Regions from separate parts of the Mus musculus genome. Here all the other regions are linked to region 2. Evidence: chromatin contacts called from public ChIA-PET and HiChIP or PLAC-seq data. All regions are on one chromosome and are shown on one strand. Each heading gives the region's core, a stretch centred on a gene start, on an enhancer-like site or on the middle of the called end of the contact. The rest is flanking DNA. Distances are from core to core; before and after follow the strand shown. Region 1 overlaps Cmss1 (cms small ribosomal subunit 1). Region 2 holds the start of Cmss1 (cms small ribosomal subunit 1). Region 3 overlaps Cmss1 (cms small ribosomal subunit 1).

Evidence for each region. ChIA-PET counts read pairs in DNA pulled down with a chosen protein or histone mark. HiChIP or PLAC-seq counts read pairs in DNA pulled down with a chosen protein or histone mark.
Region 1: an HNF4G HiChIP or PLAC-seq map of pancreatic cancer cells shows a contact between it and region 2. The contact joins the enhancer-like site here to the promoter of Cmss1 in region 2. A contact is called at or near these places in 1 of 39 promoter capture datasets (embryonic stem cells), 6 of 484 Hi-C or Micro-C datasets (CD4 T cells, CD8 T cells, bone marrow-derived macrophages and 3 more), 9 of 115 datasets of contacts at active chromatin or transcription factors (bone marrow-derived macrophages, effector CD8 T cells, embryonic stem cells and 5 more) and 3 of 9 other capture datasets (adipose tissue, liver and macrophages).
Region 3: a contact with region 2 is called in an RNA polymerase II ChIA-PET map of effector CD8 T cells, with 26 read pairs. The contact joins the enhancer-like site here to the promoter of Cmss1 in region 2. A contact is called at or near these places in 1 of 39 promoter capture datasets (embryonic stem cells), 3 of 115 datasets of contacts at active chromatin or transcription factors (effector CD8 T cells, memory CD8 T cells and pancreatic cancer cells) and 2 of 9 other capture datasets (liver and pancreatic islet).

The regions. Positions count from the first base shown.
Region 1 is chr16:57,426,296-57,428,995 of GRCm38.p6, forward strand. The region is part of intron 1 of Cmss1 (cms small ribosomal subunit 1); the gene reads right to left. All of the region lies in intron 1 of Filip1l (filamin A interacting protein 1-like), which reads left to right. Among named protein-coding and RNA genes, the nearest start is that of Filip1l, 74 kb to the left of the region's middle. Within about 2 kb of position 1,401, at least 60 of the 459 cell types and tissues checked have an H3K27ac peak or open chromatin away from gene starts, as enhancers often do. A contact at or near this core is called in adipose tissue, embryonic fibroblasts and pancreatic cancer cells, where this site is marked.
Region 2 is chr16:57,605,504-57,608,203 of GRCm38.p6, forward strand. It overlaps Cmss1 (cms small ribosomal subunit 1), which reads right to left and starts at 1,364. Exons shown (of 10, transcript NM_025599.3): 1 at 1,163-1,364. The coding sequence starts at 1,223.
Region 3 is chr16:57,469,886-57,472,585 of GRCm38.p6, forward strand. All of the region lies in intron 1 of Cmss1 (cms small ribosomal subunit 1), which reads right to left. All of the region lies in intron 1 of Filip1l (filamin A interacting protein 1-like), which reads left to right. Among named protein-coding and RNA genes, the nearest start is that of Filip1l, 120 kb to the left of the region's middle. Within about 2 kb of position 1,441, at least 91 of the 459 cell types and tissues checked have an H3K27ac peak or open chromatin away from gene starts, as enhancers often do. A contact at or near this core is called in effector CD8 T cells, memory CD8 T cells and pancreatic cancer cells, where this site is marked.

The sequences.
Region 1 (2,700 bases), core at 151-2,650, 180 kb before region 2:
TTAAATGACCAGCAGTGAAAATGTCCCACCAGAAAAGCATAAACCTGCAGTCCTGAACCCCCTGCTCTGGGAGAAATCCTGTTAAGTAAATGCACTTGTGTGCATGCATTGCTCGAATGAAAGCCTTGTAAGAGCTGCACCCCTGTCCCTGTTGTGAAAGCCAACACTGACATTCTTTATCATCAGCAATACCTTTAAAAAGCCTAATTTGAATTATGAGTGTTTCTGTACCAAAAATCTGAGTTTGATGCCTTACCTAAATAGTAGACATTTTCTGTCAAATTAAAAGAATATATATATATATATATATATGTGTGTGTGTGTGTGTCTGCTCAGTTTTCCTGATAAGGAAATGTGCGTAACTGAGCAGAAGAGGTAGGTCAGTCCAGACGGGAGCTGAGGCCATGCATAACCCGTCTATTATTCAGAATCTTGGGGGTTATTCACCTCATGGTGGCCTCTGGCCCAAAGTCAACTCAGAGGGTGCACTGCTTGTTTAAATCAGTGGGAAGATGTAGTGGATTCTTTCCATGACATCCGAGCACAGTAAGAATGCCACCATCAAGCAGGCTGCACGCTGTAAAGAAAGAAGGAGCCGATGATCCCCTACATCTGCCCTGCGAACACATTCTCTCCACACAGAAAGCCGTGCGTTAGCCCATCCCCGTCTCCTGCCTGCAGCGTTCTCACTCCCCCTCCACTTCCCCTGAGTTGTTATTGGATATATTTTTGGGATTATCTAGAAAAATCAGTGCTCTGATTCCTATCAGGAAATTATCTCTGCATGGGGGCCATGTCCACAAATTCCAATAACGGCTCATTAATGTAAGTGGGCAGCTAATGGCAACGGCGCTTCTCCATGTTCACGCTGTGAGTCAGGTTGTGCTTTCAAAGAAACATGGATGAACTAACATGCTTTACATATGAAATAGCTGGCAAAAAACCCTGGACTTTGGTACCATTCAGTCATACGCAAAACAGCCATTTTCCTCCATACTGCCACATCTCATTTGGAAGAAAATATAATTATTTCTTGAGAGAGGCACATCTTATAAAGTAATTCATGAAATAACAGCATTAGGGGAGCAGGAATGGGGCTGAGTTGCCTCTTTGTCATACGGCAGCTCTGTGCCTGACTTTAACTCTGGCCTCTCAGAGGCAGTTTATGAAATGTACCAAGCTCTCCAGTTCTCTGCAATCTAACCAGCTCCCATCTTCACACCTGCTTTCTGGGTTACTGGGGAAGAGTGGAGTGCAGAGAAGTTATTGGGCAGTAAGTGTCCAGAGTCAGAGTTAAGAATCCAAGACTTGCAGACAGCGTTGGCTGCAGGGTTTTACAATGTTGCAAGCATTAGTCACCAGCTTCAAGAAGATAACAGCAGACTCTAAGAACTGATTTTCAAAGGGGATCTGGAACTGAGGGTTTCAGTGGACGCTTTCCAGGCTAGCAGTTGCCAAGCCTGTGGGTTTTTCATTGGCTGCCATTTGATAGGGGAAAAAAATGGGAGGGCGAATTCTTTGAGGGCAAGTTCAGACAGTGAATAGTTCAAGGCTGCAGGCTGCTATGAAACTGGGAGCAGCGAATGGACACACAAACCACAAATGTTAAAGGCACAATTGGTTTGATTTTCTCCAAAGTTTTAACAGCTGAAACCATTCTACTACTATCTAACCATGATACTGAATAAAATTCATGTCTATAAAACAATGCTGTCCAGTAACATAACCGAGGCTAGCTTTTCCAATTACCCTTTTGTGGGAAGAGGGACTAGGACACAGGGAGACAGCTGTCTCACGCACGGCCAGCAATGCTTCAGTGGAAGGGGTGAATTTTCAGGTAGGTGGATGTGGATTTGTATGTGAGCCTAATCTCCTGTGGTTGTGTGACAGGACCTCAGGTTTATTTTATTTTTGTAAGGTTTTACTTATTTTGTGTACATGATACTCACTCTGCATGTACACTACATGTCAGTAGAGGACATTAGATATCATTATAGATGGCTGGGAGCCACCATGTGGTTGCTGGGAATTGAACTCAGGACCTCTGGAAGAGCAGCCAGCTCTGTTAATGGTTAATCCATCTCTCCAGGCCCTTAGTTTTATTTTCTATAGGAGAGTCAGACTTACCTAGCAAGATCATTGCAGAGGGTGGGAAAATAAGATAATGAATGTTATGTAGTAGCGGATGGTAAATACTAAACAACAACAACAACAACAACTACTACTACTACAACCACCCCTCCTAAACTGTCATTAGTGCCACACCCACACCCACTAAAGTTCCTGTTACAAGTAGCTACCCTCCTCTACCATCTATGTAATTATATGTAAAGTTAACAAACAGAACAAGAAAAACTGCATCTAGCTGCCTGTAAATAATCAATACTATTTTTAGTAATCTTCTTTATGTTTTTGAATTTACAGGTTATTTATAACAAAGTTTATTGCGATAGACTTTATATCAAAAAATAGGAATGTTTTGGGGTGTTCTATCAGTATGGTAGGAGACATTTTCTGTAGAAGCTCTACAATAGCTTCAAGATGATTTTACTAAAGGGGGAATCTGGCTAGCAGGCTCCTCCTCGCCTCCACCAGCCTTCCTGATGATCCCCTGATAATGCATACCATCAGCTGCCATTCCTAGTAAAACCCGCTGCTGGCTCTGCAGACCGTCTGGCAAGCTGTAAGTCATATGTCCTC
Region 2 (2,700 bases), core at 114-2,613:
TCAACCCTGGGATCCAGACTGCCACTCGCCACTGGACTGACACTCTACTCTTCTGTTCCCCTTAAATCACAAAACCCATGCTGTAACTTTCAGTTTCACACTGAGAAATGGTCTAAACGTGTTAACTCTGTTTGCTATCATGTGAGATGGTACTGAGATCAAAATAAATGGAAATATGACATTGACCCTACCATCTAAAACTAGAGACAGGTGGACCTTGGATCCTTGGAGGGTGACTTGAGACAGTAACAATAGAAGTAGCTATCGCATGGTTAAGTCTTATGGGGCATGAAATGTTCAAGGCCACTGGAGTGGGGGGGTTACTTAATGCTACTTTACTTGAAAATAAAATGCCTACTGCACACAGAATGGGTACACATAGTACACCATAATAGAAACTGTTGGAGCCGAGCAGTGGTGGTTCACACCTTTAATCTCGGCACTTGGGAGACAGAAGCAGGCGGATTTCTGAGTTCGAGGCCAGCCTGGTCTACAGAATGAGTTCCAGGACAGCCAGGGCTACACAGAGAAACCCTGTCTAAAAAAAAAAAAAAAAGAAAGAAAGAAAAGAAAAGAAAAGAAAAGAAAAGAAAAGAAAAGAAAAGAAAAGAATTTGCTGTAAAGCAGAAGAGTTAAGCCCCTTGCTGGCTCGAACTACACATGATAAAGAACACGCTACTTTAATATTTTGTACATATACTACACGCCAAAAATTGTGTTGTGCTATACAACTTTAAATTACCTTCACTACATCTTCACAATTTTTTGGAGAGAATTACTCCTTTCACACGTGAGGAAAAAGGAGAATGTGTCGGAGTATCAGAGTCTGTGATTTGAATTCCCAATCTGAACCTAGTTCAGGGATTACTGGTAACCACTATGACAAACTGTACAGAAACGGTCTATCTAGTCTCAAGAAAATAGTAAAAAGTCTAGAAAACCAGAGCGCAGGAAGTAGCCCTCTCAGACTGGCAGGCGGCGACGGGGTCCCTCTCGTTCCACGTGTGACACGGTGTTGTCCCTCCCCAGTTCCCGCGCCGTCCCATGTTCCCACGGCTCCGCGCTCCACCTCCGGGCAGACCGCCACGACTGCCACACGCGGGTAAGGCAGCTGAGGCGAGGACCAGGGCAGGAGGAACGAGGGAGGCGGGCGAGAGCTTACCTGGGCTGCTGGCGGCTGCCGGCTGGTTCTCCCACCACTCGTCTCCCAGATCGTCTGCCATCCCCGTGAGACCCGGACGCGAACTGACAACCAGATGAAAGCAAGGCGGCCGCTCGCGCTCCTGGGCTCAGCTTCACTGGCGGCGTTAGCAACGCTACACGCGGAAAAACCAAGGAACTCCGTCGCCCGCGCCACTGGAGATGACGTCACAGACGCCACGCCCCCCCAGCTGCGGCAGCCAGGGGTGTCGCCGTTTCCACACAGGCTCAGACGTTCAAGATCGGCCTAGAAACTCCAAATAAATGCTCTGTTGAGCCTAGAAATACAAGAAAAGAGTTACCATCGGTTTGGGTTATTTTTTTTTAATATTTAAGTATTTTGTTTTGGTTTATGGCCGAAAAGCCGATGTCGAAAGTGCAAGAACGGATGCTAAGACGATTTTTCTCTGTTGGATTTCAAAGAGCTTGCACCGCGGGAGGAGACCCGAGCACGTGGATGTGTTTTCACTTGGTTGTCAGGGTTCTGGCGTTCCAGCGCCTGTGCAGTTTGTCCTTAGAAACGCACCTGAGAGTTGCTGACGATGAATGTCGGAACTTGGTTGTACATGTGAACGTTGCTGCTCTTTTTCTACAACTTAAGAGGGACGAATATCCTGAAGACCTGAAACATACCACTTCTCTATTTAAAATACTTAATCAGGTTTTGATATTCTCTTTAGAGGACTTGGATTGTGATCTGTCCCATTCAGTACCATGGCCCTTGGAACATGAATAGAACTTGGGGCCTGGTGTGGTGGCGCACGCCTTTAATCCCAGCAATCTGGGAAGCAGAGGCAAGCAGATTCCTTGAGTTGAAGGCCAGCCTGGTCTACAGGGGAGTTCCAGGACACCCAAGACTCTGCAGAGACATCCTGTGGAGGAGGAGGAGAATTGTTTTATTCAACAGTACATTTGTTTCTGTCATCTCCATTAGCCATCTGCCTGACAACAGGTATTAAGAGGTCAGGAAGGCCACAGGCCAAATGCAGCGATTGAGTTGTTTGTACCGGTGCTCATAAGTTACTTTTATAGTAGAACGCTTTGGACAACATAAACTAACCAGAAAGAAAGAGTGGCTTTAATATGGTGCGTCTATACATTCATACTTCGTGTATTTGCTAATTCACCCTTTATAGAAAAAAATACAAGCTCTATTGAATAAACAATATAAATTGTATCTTCCCTTTAACTGTTTTGTTACCAGTAAATAGATATCTGGGTTTATAAGTTAGCCTACCCTAACCCCACCTCCAACTCCAACACCCATATCTGGTACTGTAGAATCCAAAATAAGTTCAAGACCACCCAGCCTCTTCCCCTCTGAAGGGACTTTCAGAAACATAGCAGTCAAAATGACTGAGTCTACAGCTGCCAAAACAAAATGAGCTGTTCTTAGAAAAATAACCATAACAAGATAGCAATTTCCAGAGAAATCCCCCTACCCTGCCCCACACTGAATTCTGAGAAAGACTACAAACCACCCTGACCTTTCTAAAATTC
Region 3 (2,700 bases), core at 191-2,690, 140 kb before region 2:
GGGTTGGGGTCTCTTAAGAGGCACTTGGATCATGAGTGACCCACCCACTTGAAAGGATTGAAGTAGCTTCTTTCAGCCTGGGTTATAGTGAGATTGGCTTGTTCTAAAGTGAACCCTGCACATTCTTTTGGTTGTCTTGGGATTCTTCTTATAATTACTTCCTTTTCGTAGTCTGCACCAAGATAAGAGACAGCATGAAGCCATCACCAGAGGCCAATTTTGGCACCATGTTCTTTGGCTTCCAGAATATTTAGCCAAAATAAACCTCTTTTCTTTATAAATTACCCACTCTTGGTTAATCTGAATAAAAGCATGAGAGCAAAAAATTTAAAAAGCTGAATTTTAAAGTCTTTTCAAATTCTAGTTATCTTGGATTTGATATGTGATTCAGTGACAAGAACATTTGGAAATTCTGCTTTACTTTAAAAAACAATAAAGACACTTACTTAAAATTTTCACTCTAAAAAATTATTTACGAACACCACCCTAATCTATAAACATCAAAATAAAAATACTGTAAAAACATTGCAGCTTAGGGACTTTCCTACACAGCGAGGCAAACCTAACACCTTCCCTGTGGGCTCCTGCAACCGTGAGCTAGACTGAGAAGGAACTACTAGCAGGTAAGACCACTGTGCTGTATTTAAGGACTTGGTCAGAGACACTGAGAGGAGAGAGTAAGAGAACTGGACTCACGACAGCGGCCATCACAGAGCAGTTCAAGCCAACTTACTAAACTCTTCTCCGTGGACTTCATCATGGGCTCGTGAGCCACAGGGAGAGAAGACTGGGGAACAGGAAAAGAACTGCTGAAGAGGAGTGCAAACAGGACAGAAGAAAGACGAATCACCGTCAAACGTTTCCTAAAGTGTAGAGCTAGTGTACTGCGAGTGGAATTGGTAACAACAAACGCACATCATATTCAAACTGCTGAAATAAAACTGATGAAGAAGTGGCCAAGAAAAAGGGAGCAGTGGCATTATCCAGAGTTAAACAGAATAAAAAACTATGGCAAACATTTTCATACAAATGATGTAAAGTAGAAGACGATAATGTACAATCTTCAAGGTTCTTACAGAAAAACCACTGACTTGAACGGTGATTTTTGGAAGTTGGGTAGAGCATAAGTCCTGCTTGCAGTCTCGCACAGTTGTCTCACAGGGTTACTGCGTCTAAGTTTACAGGGTCTGTTTGTTATAGACATAGTTTAATAATTTTGAATGAAAGCCTTACAAATATTAGAAGCATCACACACTGAAACTAGACAGACCCAAAGTTTATACATCCCAAAAGATCTTAAAGTTGTTTTTAAAAGGAGGTTCATTGAATATCAAATGTCATCCAATTGTAAAATGCAGTTTCTTTTTATGTGTATTTATAGACAAGCAGGAACAAGCTACCTAGACCACAGTTTCCTGTTGCTCTCTTTAAGTAGATTTGCATCAGCACACACTTAGAGAGCTGTTAGACATATGAAGTCAGGTACTGTACTGCCATTTGTCTGCTCCCCAAAGAGAGTAAATAGACAGCATTAGTCCATTTTGGCTTTCTGAAGCTCACAACATATGAGTGAGAATATATTTTTGGTATGTTCTGGGAATGAATATATAATGTGTGTGTGTGTAACTGACATATAGTAATACATATATATGTATTCATTTCAGATTCTACTACATCAGCTTCTTGCTAGCCATTTTTTCTAAAACAGAAATATTTCTTTCTCCAAGTATCTCAATACTGTAGTCATTTTATCTTGTTACTTCCATTTTTCCCCCGTAGCATTTATTATCACATGAAGTATCACATAAATTGGCTTTTAGTTAAACTCCTATACTAGAATGCATGGTACTTGGGACTTTCTCTTTTGGTCTCCGCTGCATTTCCAATATCTAGAATATTTCCCCCAACCAAGAGTTGCTCATGGATTTGTTGGAGACAGAAATGCCCTTCACAGGGGGCGGAGAAGCACAGAACATAGAAGGCTGTGAATAAGGCTCTCAATAAGGCTCTCGCTTAGCTTCTCCTAGATCAGCTAAGGTTTGGGCACAATGGCTGGAACATCAGTAGGCACAGTATTATTGATTGCAATTATTTATTGCTTTTCTTATCTCCTTGGACTTGTCTGAGCAAGCCGGTTAGTATGGTAATTATTCCCTGGTTCTACCATTGCAAAACACCAAACAATGCACCCTTGTTTTCAGAGTTAAGAAGTGGTAGAGATGAATCGATCTGGGTGTAACCAGCACCAGGGTTCATGCCAAGGGGTGGGAAAGAGAGTGCCTACATGCTCACTGTCCGTCTCCTTGCCGTTCACTTCACCCATACAGATTAGCTCATTTCAGAGCAGCTAAAGCACCATTTTCAGTTGAAATTAAACTGAATGTATTTGAATTATATCCCAATTGTAACTTTCTCTCCAACCTGTTTGTAATGAGAGCTTCAAAGTCAACAAGGTGAAAGCAGGCTTCAGGAAAGTTTCAAAGGAACATCCTCCCACGGGCCCTAAAAACTGCAGCTTCACACCACAATGAATCAGCCAAGGTGTGACAGCAGAATCTGTGTGTACTGGCACCGACTCAGCCAGGATAAAAGTGACCAGGCCTTCTGTGATAAACTGCCCCTTCTATGTTATCCAATGGAAATACTCATATTGTCCAATACTCACAAGCAATCAGGAGTGAGTTCAACTTTCAAACTGAG